2 separate regions of the Sus scrofa genome follow, and region 1 is linked to region 2. The links are chromatin contacts, called in public HiChIP or PLAC-seq maps. All regions are on one chromosome and are shown on one strand. The core of a region is the stretch at or near the end of the contact, and the rest is flanking DNA. Distances in the headings are between cores, read along the strand shown.

What was found. HiChIP or PLAC-seq counts read pairs in DNA pulled down with a chosen protein or histone mark.
Region 1: an H3K27ac HiChIP or PLAC-seq map of alveolar macrophages shows a contact between it and region 2. The contact joins two enhancer-like sites. A contact is called at or near these places in 1 of 5 promoter capture datasets (fetal liver) and 1 of 2 datasets of contacts at active chromatin or transcription factors (alveolar macrophages).

The regions. Positions count from the first base shown.
Region 1 is chr13:66,300,678-66,304,555 of Sscrofa11.1, forward strand. FANCD2 (Fanconi anemia group D2 protein) reads left to right here. Exons shown (of 44, transcript XM_021069313.1): 40 at 1,097-1,171; 41 at 2,225-2,299; 42 at 3,505-3,651. Among named protein-coding and RNA genes, the nearest start is that of FANCD2OS, 10 kb to the right of the region's middle. Within about 2 kb of position 2,509, at least 9 of the 83 cell types and tissues checked have an H3K27ac peak or open chromatin away from gene starts, as enhancers often do. A contact at or near this core is called in alveolar macrophages, where this site is marked.
Region 2 is chr13:65,788,857-65,793,277 of Sscrofa11.1, forward strand. The region is part of intron 1 of SETD5 (SET domain-containing protein 5); the gene reads left to right. Among named protein-coding and RNA genes, the nearest start is that of SETD5, 31 kb to the left of the region's middle. Within about 2 kb of position 2,980, at least 1 of the 83 cell types and tissues checked has an H3K27ac peak or open chromatin away from gene starts, as enhancers often do. A contact at or near this core is called in alveolar macrophages, where this site is marked.

The sequences.
Region 1 (3,878 bases), core at 1,259-3,758, 510 kb after region 2:
TAGTGAGGACCTCAGCTGAGAGGAGTTGCTTAATACCTTGCCCACAACCCAGACTCTCCAGGATCTGTGCCCTCAGGTAGTCTAGAGCAGACTATGGATGTGTTTTCCCATACTAGCTGGATGACGAGAGAAGCCGGTCTTCCTGTGAGTTTGAGAACTTTATCTTAAAACTAGGAGTGGGAGTTCCCGTTGTGGCTCAGCAGTAACAAACCCAACTAGTATCCACGAGGACACTGGTTCGATCCCTGGCCTCAATGGGTTAAGAATCCAGTGTTCCTGTGAGCTGCAGTGTAAGTTGCAGGCAAGGCTCGGATCCCGCAGCAACAGCAATTTGCTGTGGTGTAGCCTGGCTTCGGGAGCATTAGTCTCTTCCTGCTGCTCTTCCCCAGGCAACAGATAGGGAGGAGGAGTGGGTGACTCCTCTTCACAGAGCCCATGGGAAGAGGACTCAGTGTGAGAGCTGGTGTTTTGGTGTCTACTGAACTCCTCTGCCAGGGCGATATCCTGGGTCAGTGCTAGATTTGATGGTAAACCCAGTGGGTTAAGAGCTAGGGAAGGCTGTAGGGACACTGCTTCTAACCCACCACTGACAGTTCCTTCCAAGTGGATGGCGCCCCTTTTGTGTTATCTCCTGATGTCTCTCTTCCTCTTTATTCTTCTCCCTGGGCCCAGTGTGGGATGTGGTGAGAGAGGGAGTGATTTATCTGATTGGGAAGTTTGGCACTTGGTCCTGTGTTTCCTCAGCTCTTCCCAGCTTAATCCTCTTGAGAGTAAGTTGTCCTCAGGGAGCTGGGGTTCCCTTCTGTTTCTCTGAGCCCTCATTCTCAAGCTGAGCAACACCCCTGTGCATCAGCTGTGTCTGGGGTAGTTAAGTCTGCCTAATTCTGGGGCTTAGTTAGCAAGTCCATTAGTTTTTTTACGTTAAGCTACATTCTCCAAGTTAACCTTTTGAACCCTTCTCCATTTATTTTTTATATATAAAAATAAGAAAAGAAATCCCCTGGTCTGGGTAATGCAATGCTGCCTCAGGTGGGGGCCTTTCAGGTGAAGGACCTCAGCTAGAGGTCATCACCAATGTTTGTCTTCTCTTTTTCAGTATGGACGTCTCTTTGTGGAAGCATTTCTGAAGCAGTGTATGCCGCTCCTAGACTTCAGTTTTAGAAAGCACCGGGTAAGAACTGAGCAGCAGCAAAGACTTGCTCTGTACAGTTGTTCAGAGGATGTGTCCATGGAGACTTCTGGGCTGGCATGGGAGCAGTCCCCTTGCCCAGGTTCTGAGTCACAGATCTACTTAGGCACCTCTGGTCACTTCAGCCATCCCCAGAGATGCCCACAGAGAACTGAATATTCCACCTTCCTGCTTCTCCTCCACATCTGAGGATGGCTGTTCCTTTTAGCTTGAGTTTATTGTGCTACTGCACTCCCAGGACCTCACATATTAGGGGGTCATTTGCTTATTCCCATGTGCTTCTCTAGGTCTGGTCTCAAGAATTTAGGGGGGAAAAAACCAAACTCACTTTTGTTGTAAACTTTGCCATTATAAAAGACAATCTTAAAGAGTTTTTTTAGCTGAGTAGGACCCAGGGCTAGAGTAGTGAAATAAGGATAGAAACAGAGATGACAATCTCTCACACATATTTAGCAAATTGAACTTTGTAAAAAAACAATATTTGGCTGGTCCCTTATAGCTCAGAAAGGGAAAGGAGAGGATGGCCAGCAAGCACTCCTCCTGTTTGAGGGGCAAATTAAGATAATTATCCAGTACCATCTGTAAAAATTGTGAATCGCTGTGTTGTACACCTGAAACTTACATTGTAAGTAAATTTAATAAAGGAAAGGTGATTATCCATATGTGGCTGGAACCTGCAGGATTCTTTGGAACCCTTAACTGAAAGAATTTCTTGCACTTAAAATGAAATGATGGTGTTCCCGTCGTGGCTCTGTGGTTAACGAATCTGATTAGCATCCATGAGGATGCAAGTTCGATCCCTGGCCTTGCTCAGTGGGTTAAGGAACCGGCATTGCCATGAGTTGTGGTATAGGTCACAGACTTGGCTCGGATTCTGTGTTGCTGTGGCTGTGGTGTAGGCCAGCAGCTGTAGCTCTGATTCGACCCTTAGCCTGGGAACTTCCATATGCCACAGGTGTGGCTCTAAAAAGCAAAAAAAAAAAAAAAAAAAAAAAAAAAAGTTCATTTGGCACTGATGCATGTTGTTGGTTCTAGGAAGATGTTCTGAGTTTATTGGAAACCTTCCAGTTGAACACGAGATTGCTTCATCACCTGTGTGGGCATTCCAAGGTAAGAGGGAGAGCAGGTCATCATGGGCTTAATCTGCCATTGCCATTTAGAGATCCATGGGTTCCAGCAGCTCCTTCTTCCTTTTTCACCCCCTTTATTTCTGGGACTGTGTCTGTCCAAAGGAAGTTTATTCAGCATTGTCAGTCCCAGTTGCTGGCTGAGATTGGGCAATCAACTAGAGGGGAATTTCTGCATCTGAAATTTGATTCACGCTCCGTAGCCCTATTTCCTCTAGAAGGTCTTCTTTGGTGAGAGAGAGAGAATGTTGGTGGGTGTGTAATGGCTACAAAGCGCTCTGGGCAGGAGGAATGTTATGTCAGTGATGACTCTTCTGGAAATAAAGAGGTAGTTCCAAAAGCAGCTGTGTTTAGGGCTGTTCATCTGTACTGTTCACTTGCCAAGGAACACATCTGTCTCCTATGAGAACATTTTAGCTTTCAAGGACTTTTCGATTTGAAGCCTACCACTGAACCATTGTCACTTTTTATCTGAGGAAACACAGAACCATGGAGTTCTATAGTCACTGGCAAACCCGTGGTCCTCCCACCCAGTTCCTGTTGTGCACTTCCTCCCCTGGTTCTGACTTCTCAAGATGTTGAATGGTGGAATTTTAAGGCCTCTCAGCTAAAAAAGGATACTGTCTGTTGTTTACTATCATATATGTTCAGGCATATTTTAGGTAAATTGGAATTCCCATCGTGGCTTAGCAGATTAAGAACCTGACTAGTATCCATGAGGATGTGGGTTCAATCACAGGCCTCTCTCAATAGGTTAAGGGTCCAGTGTTGCCACAATCTGCAGCATAGGTCGCAGATGTGGCTTGGATGCCACATGGCTGTGGTGTAGGCTGGCAGCTGCATCTCTGATTCGACCTCTAGCCCAGGCACTTCCTTATGCTACAGATGTGGCCCTGAAAAAAAAAAAGGAATTTTTTTTTTTTAGGTAAGGTAATTGATAATTGGTCAATAAGATGTTTTGAGGAAATGAGAGGTGTCGGTGGTGTGTCTTCTAGGCTCTTTTAGCTTGAAGGACAGCTGCCATTCTCTTCAGAATATTCTGCAAAGCTTCTGCTATTTGATGAAACATGTCTCTGGCCTATGCTCTTGTTCAATGTTCAAGTGTCAGGAATTCAAGAGTCGCTATATTGGAGATGTGAAAGCATGATGATAAATCCAAATGAGTTGGGTGTGTTTGTTTTCATTCAGATTCACCAGGACACAAAACTCACCAAACATGTGCCTTTGCTCAAAAAGACCCTGGAGCTGTTAGTCTGCAGAGTGAAAGCTATGCTTACCCTCAACAGTTGCAGAGAGGCTTTCTGGCTGGGCAATCTCAAAAACCGGGACTTGCAGGTAACCCAGTGGTGGTCTCCTTCTCCCATGCCTTGTGAGAGTGATGGGAAGTGTGGAAGGGAGGTCACCCCAGCACTGCTCTCTCCATACTCGGTTGCTTTTCTCTTAGTCTGTGACTCTTTAGCTCTTCAAGTTGGGGAGCATTGCTCATAGGCAATGGTTGTAGGCCATACTCCTCATCCCAGGAAGTGAAGGCACCACAACAGCCCTTTGGTATAAAAAAAGGC
Region 2 (4,421 bases), core at 1,730-4,229:
AGTTTTGATGAATTCCAGTAAACTTTATATCCAGTAATTTTTGCAGTGGAATGGTAGTTTGTCTTTCTCTATCACCACCACCTGTTGTCATAAGCCAACTACTCTCACCATATTTATGATGAACGAGGACAACTTCGCTCAGCAGATGTGATATGTATAACTGATATTTCTGGCATTAGCTTTAAAATAATGCTGTTGAAGAGGAGAGGTTACAGATAAAATAAGACTGGCCATAAGTTGATTGTTGATTAAAGCATCAGACAGAATAAATCATGTGATCAAAATTTTGAAGGGAAAAAAACTAGTGAATAGCTCATTAACAAAGAAGATGGTCTTACTACATTTAGGCAAAGGAGTTTGAACTAACCCCATAGGTATTAAGGAGCCATTGTAAGTTCCTAATAGTAGGATGATAATGATCAAAGTTATGCTCTAGAAAGGTTAACGTCATGGAAGAATGAAGAGAAGACTAGAGGGTTGAGAACCTAGAGGTAGTGAAACCGGTTCATTGCAACCTTAAAGTTATAAGGAGGTGAGTAGTATTGGCGAATGGATGGATAAAAGATAGTCTATGAAATATTTTAAAGGAGAAAGAAAATCTCTATCCAGGCTCTCAGTGTGGTGCTAGTGTCAGCACAGCAAAAATGAGAGGTTTGGGGTTTTGTTTTTTTGTTTTTTTGGGGGGGCCATGCCCACAGCATGTGCAAGTTCCCAGACAAAGGATCAAACCTGCGTTGCTGCAGTGACAATGTCATTTCCTTCATTAACCCTCTGTGCCACAAGAGAACTCCTTGATGAGCTTCTTAATGTCTCAGAGTTTCTTCTCTATCCAAGGGTAATTAAAAATGAAGGCATCGTATTTATACTACTGAGACAGAACTCGTAGAACAGAGTTTTGATAACCTGTTTAAAACTTGAGATCTCAAATCTTCTAGGTTACTTGAATTTTTTGGTCATAGACCTATAAATGCCAGCTAGATTAAAGATGGCTAGCATAATTTGTTTTTTCATTCCTAGAAAAAGAAATTGAGAGCTTGTTGCTACCTTCTATTAAAAGAAAAGTTACCTCATGGAACAGCTGTAAGAAAATTCTTTGGTTTTGAAAATAATGCCTGATCTAGGTTTTATTTTGACAGTCCCAGCCCAAATTTAGTGAAAAAGCAACTGAGATCTCAGATGACATCCAGTGTATCCAGTTAATAGCATTAAAAATGTTTTGGACTTATATGGCCATTGGGTTAAGAATCCGACTACAGCGACTTGGGTTGCTGCAGAGGCACAGATTTTATCCCTAGATTGGGAAGTTCCATAAGCCAAGGGTGTGGCCATTAAAAAAAAGTGTATCACAGAATTGTTAAGAATTTGCAATTAATTTTCATTTTAAGGTTTTCTTTTAGGATGTAGAGTGTCTTCTAAGGAAGAGACTGAAGAATGTTGAAATTATCTTGGGAAGTTCTTGTTGTGGCTCAGCGGAAACAAATCCACCTAGGAAGCATGAGGTTGCGGGTTCGATCCCTGGTCTCGCTCAGTGGGTTAAGGATCCCACATTGCTGTAGCTGTGGTGTAGGCCAGCAGCTATAGCTCCAATTTGACCCCTAGCCTGGGAACCTCCATATGCTGTGGGTGTGCCCTAAAAAAGATGAATAAAGTGAGCAAAACAGATTAAAGAACAGTAGGGTTATCAACTTTCATCTTTAGGGACTCCTTGGGAAGTAGAATTCTGTGAGAATTTCACTTCTACTTTTTATGCTTTTGTAATGTTTGTGTATTTCTACAAGCATTTATTTTTATAATAAGAATGAAGATACAGGAGATCCCATCATGGCTCAGTGGTTAACGAATCCAACTAGGAACCGTGAGGTTGCGGGTTTGCTCCTTGGCCTCGTTCAGTGGGTTAAGGATCCAGCGTTGCTGTACGCTGTGGTGTAGGTCACAGATACTGCTCGGATTTGGCGTTGCTGTGGCTGTGGCTGGCAACTACAGTTCCGATTCGACCCCTAGCCTGGGAACTTCCATATGCCGCGGGAGCAGCCCTAAAAAGGCCAAAAGACAAAAAGACCAAAAAAAAAAAAAAAAAAGAATGAAGATACAGCTGTTGATTGAGAGAGGATCCTTACTGTGCGTATCAGAATTATTAAGCTTTAAGTTCCTTTACTGCTATATACTAAGCTTCTTTGTCTGCCAAATAATTGCAGAACATGTATAGTCAGGTTCTGTTCATGATTTGAAAGTTCTGACAACCTGTTGTTCTTTGTACTGTTAAGAATTCTTTAGGAGTTCCTTGGTGGCCTAGCAGTTATAGGATCCTGATGTGGCTTAAATCACCTCTGTGGCTTGGGTTTGATCTCTGGCCCAGGAACTTCTGCATGCTGCATGTGTGGCCAAAAAAATTTTTTAAATAATTTTTTATGAGACCAATAAATGGTAACTTTTGCCTAAATAGTATAAGAGATTTGTAGAAAAATATGTTTTCAAACTTGTCTGTGTCACTGCTAACCTCTGGAGTGGTTTAGGGTTTTCTTTCTTGGATGGGAGGGTTTTGTTTTCACTTTAGGTTGACTCCTTAATCCTAGAGACACACCTTAGGATTTCCTTTCCCTTTCATGATTGTGAAAATGCAGTACTTGACGCATAAGCAAACCAAGAGAGTTTGCAAAGTACCTAACATCTTCTACTTGGGTAAGAGAAACATCTTAAAATAGCACTTAACATAGTTTTCTTTTATACATAGTAGTTACGCATCTCATGATTGTTGAATGACTGGAGAAAAACCTGACAAATCTAGATAATAGAAATGGAAATCCCAAGAGAGCCAGAAATGTTAATCTTGACTTGTTTGTCTAACACAGTACCAGGAATAATTGGTGCTTAAGTTTTAAAATTTTGTTTTAATTCAAACATTGCTGTCTAAAATAAGTAGTAATTATTGGGACTTCCCACTGTGGCTCAGTGGGTTCATGATGCAGTGTTGCTTCAGCTGTGGTGAAGGTTGCAACTCTGGCTCAGATTCATTTCCTGTCCTAGGAACTTCCATATGCTGTGTGTGTGGCTGAAAAGGGGGGGAAATAGTAATAAAATTAAGTAAGTAGTAATTACTTTAGTAAATAGAGCCTATACAGTAAAATTCTAATTTTCTTTCTACTTTACTCCACCACTTTGTGACTTATTATAAATTAACTTTTTTGTAACTCTTGTTTCTTCATTTTTAAAATAACGAATTAGACTCTAAACTTAAAACTAAAGTTTTTATCAACTGGAGAAATTTTGCGTAAAGTACAGAAAAGCATAGCTTTTGGGGTTTTTTGGTTTTTTTTTTTTTTTTTTTTTTTTTTGGTCTTTTCAGGGCCGCACTCACGGCATAGAGAGGTTCCTAGGCTAGGGGTCAAATCGGAGCTGTAGCCACTGGCCTACGCCAGAGCCACAGCAACGCAGGATCTGAGGTGCATCTGTGACCTGCACTATAGCTTATGGCAACACCAGATCCTTAACCCACTGAGCGAGGTCAGGGATTGAACACACAACCTCATGGTTCCTAGTTAGGTTTGTCTCCGCTGTGCCACGACAGGAACTCCATAAACTGTACTTTCATACAGTATAGTTTATAACCCACTTTGTGCATAACCCACTTTGTCTGCAGTAAGTATACATGGTTTGCATTTCAGGATTTGAAAATGAAAAAAGGTATGGTTTGAGAGTCAGCAAACACAGGTAGGAGAGGTTCTTTTCTGATCTAGTGTGGTACATGCCTCTAAAGCATGATCTGAGAGTTGAAACATGGTAAGATAGAACCTTTAAAAAGTCTTGGGAATATAACTTTTTAAAGAGTTCATTGTTCAGAGTTCATTGAGAGTATCATCTTTGAGACTCAGAAGCCTAAAATTTTCCTAATTGATTATTGTCATAGGTAGAGTCTTCGCATCCTTGGTTAGTTTTAGCAGTAAAAATCATTGTTAAATGGGTTATGAATACAGTATTTCTTTTTCTTCATTGTTAAAATAATTTAAGATTGGAGTTCCCATCATGGCACAGTGGAAACAAATCCACCTAGGAACCATGAGGTTGCAGGTTCGATCCCTGGCCTCACTCGGTGGGTTAAGGATCTGGTGTTGCTGTGAGCTGTGTGGTGTAGGTCGCAGATGCGGCTTGGATCTAGCATTGCTGTGGCTCTGGCGGAAGCAGGCGGCAACAGCTCCGACTAGACCCCTAGCCTGGGAACCTCCATATGCCGCGGGTGCAGCCCTATAAAGACAAAAGACAAAAAAAAAAAAAATTAAGATTATAGCGTTTAGTTTTACTATATATAGCATGTACTCTTACTCTGTTACTCATCCCCCCTTCCTTTCAAGTACAACAATGTATGTCTTGGCCTCTATAATATTACCATTAGTGAAGTTTTTCATGGGGAAAGAACTTCTTATAGG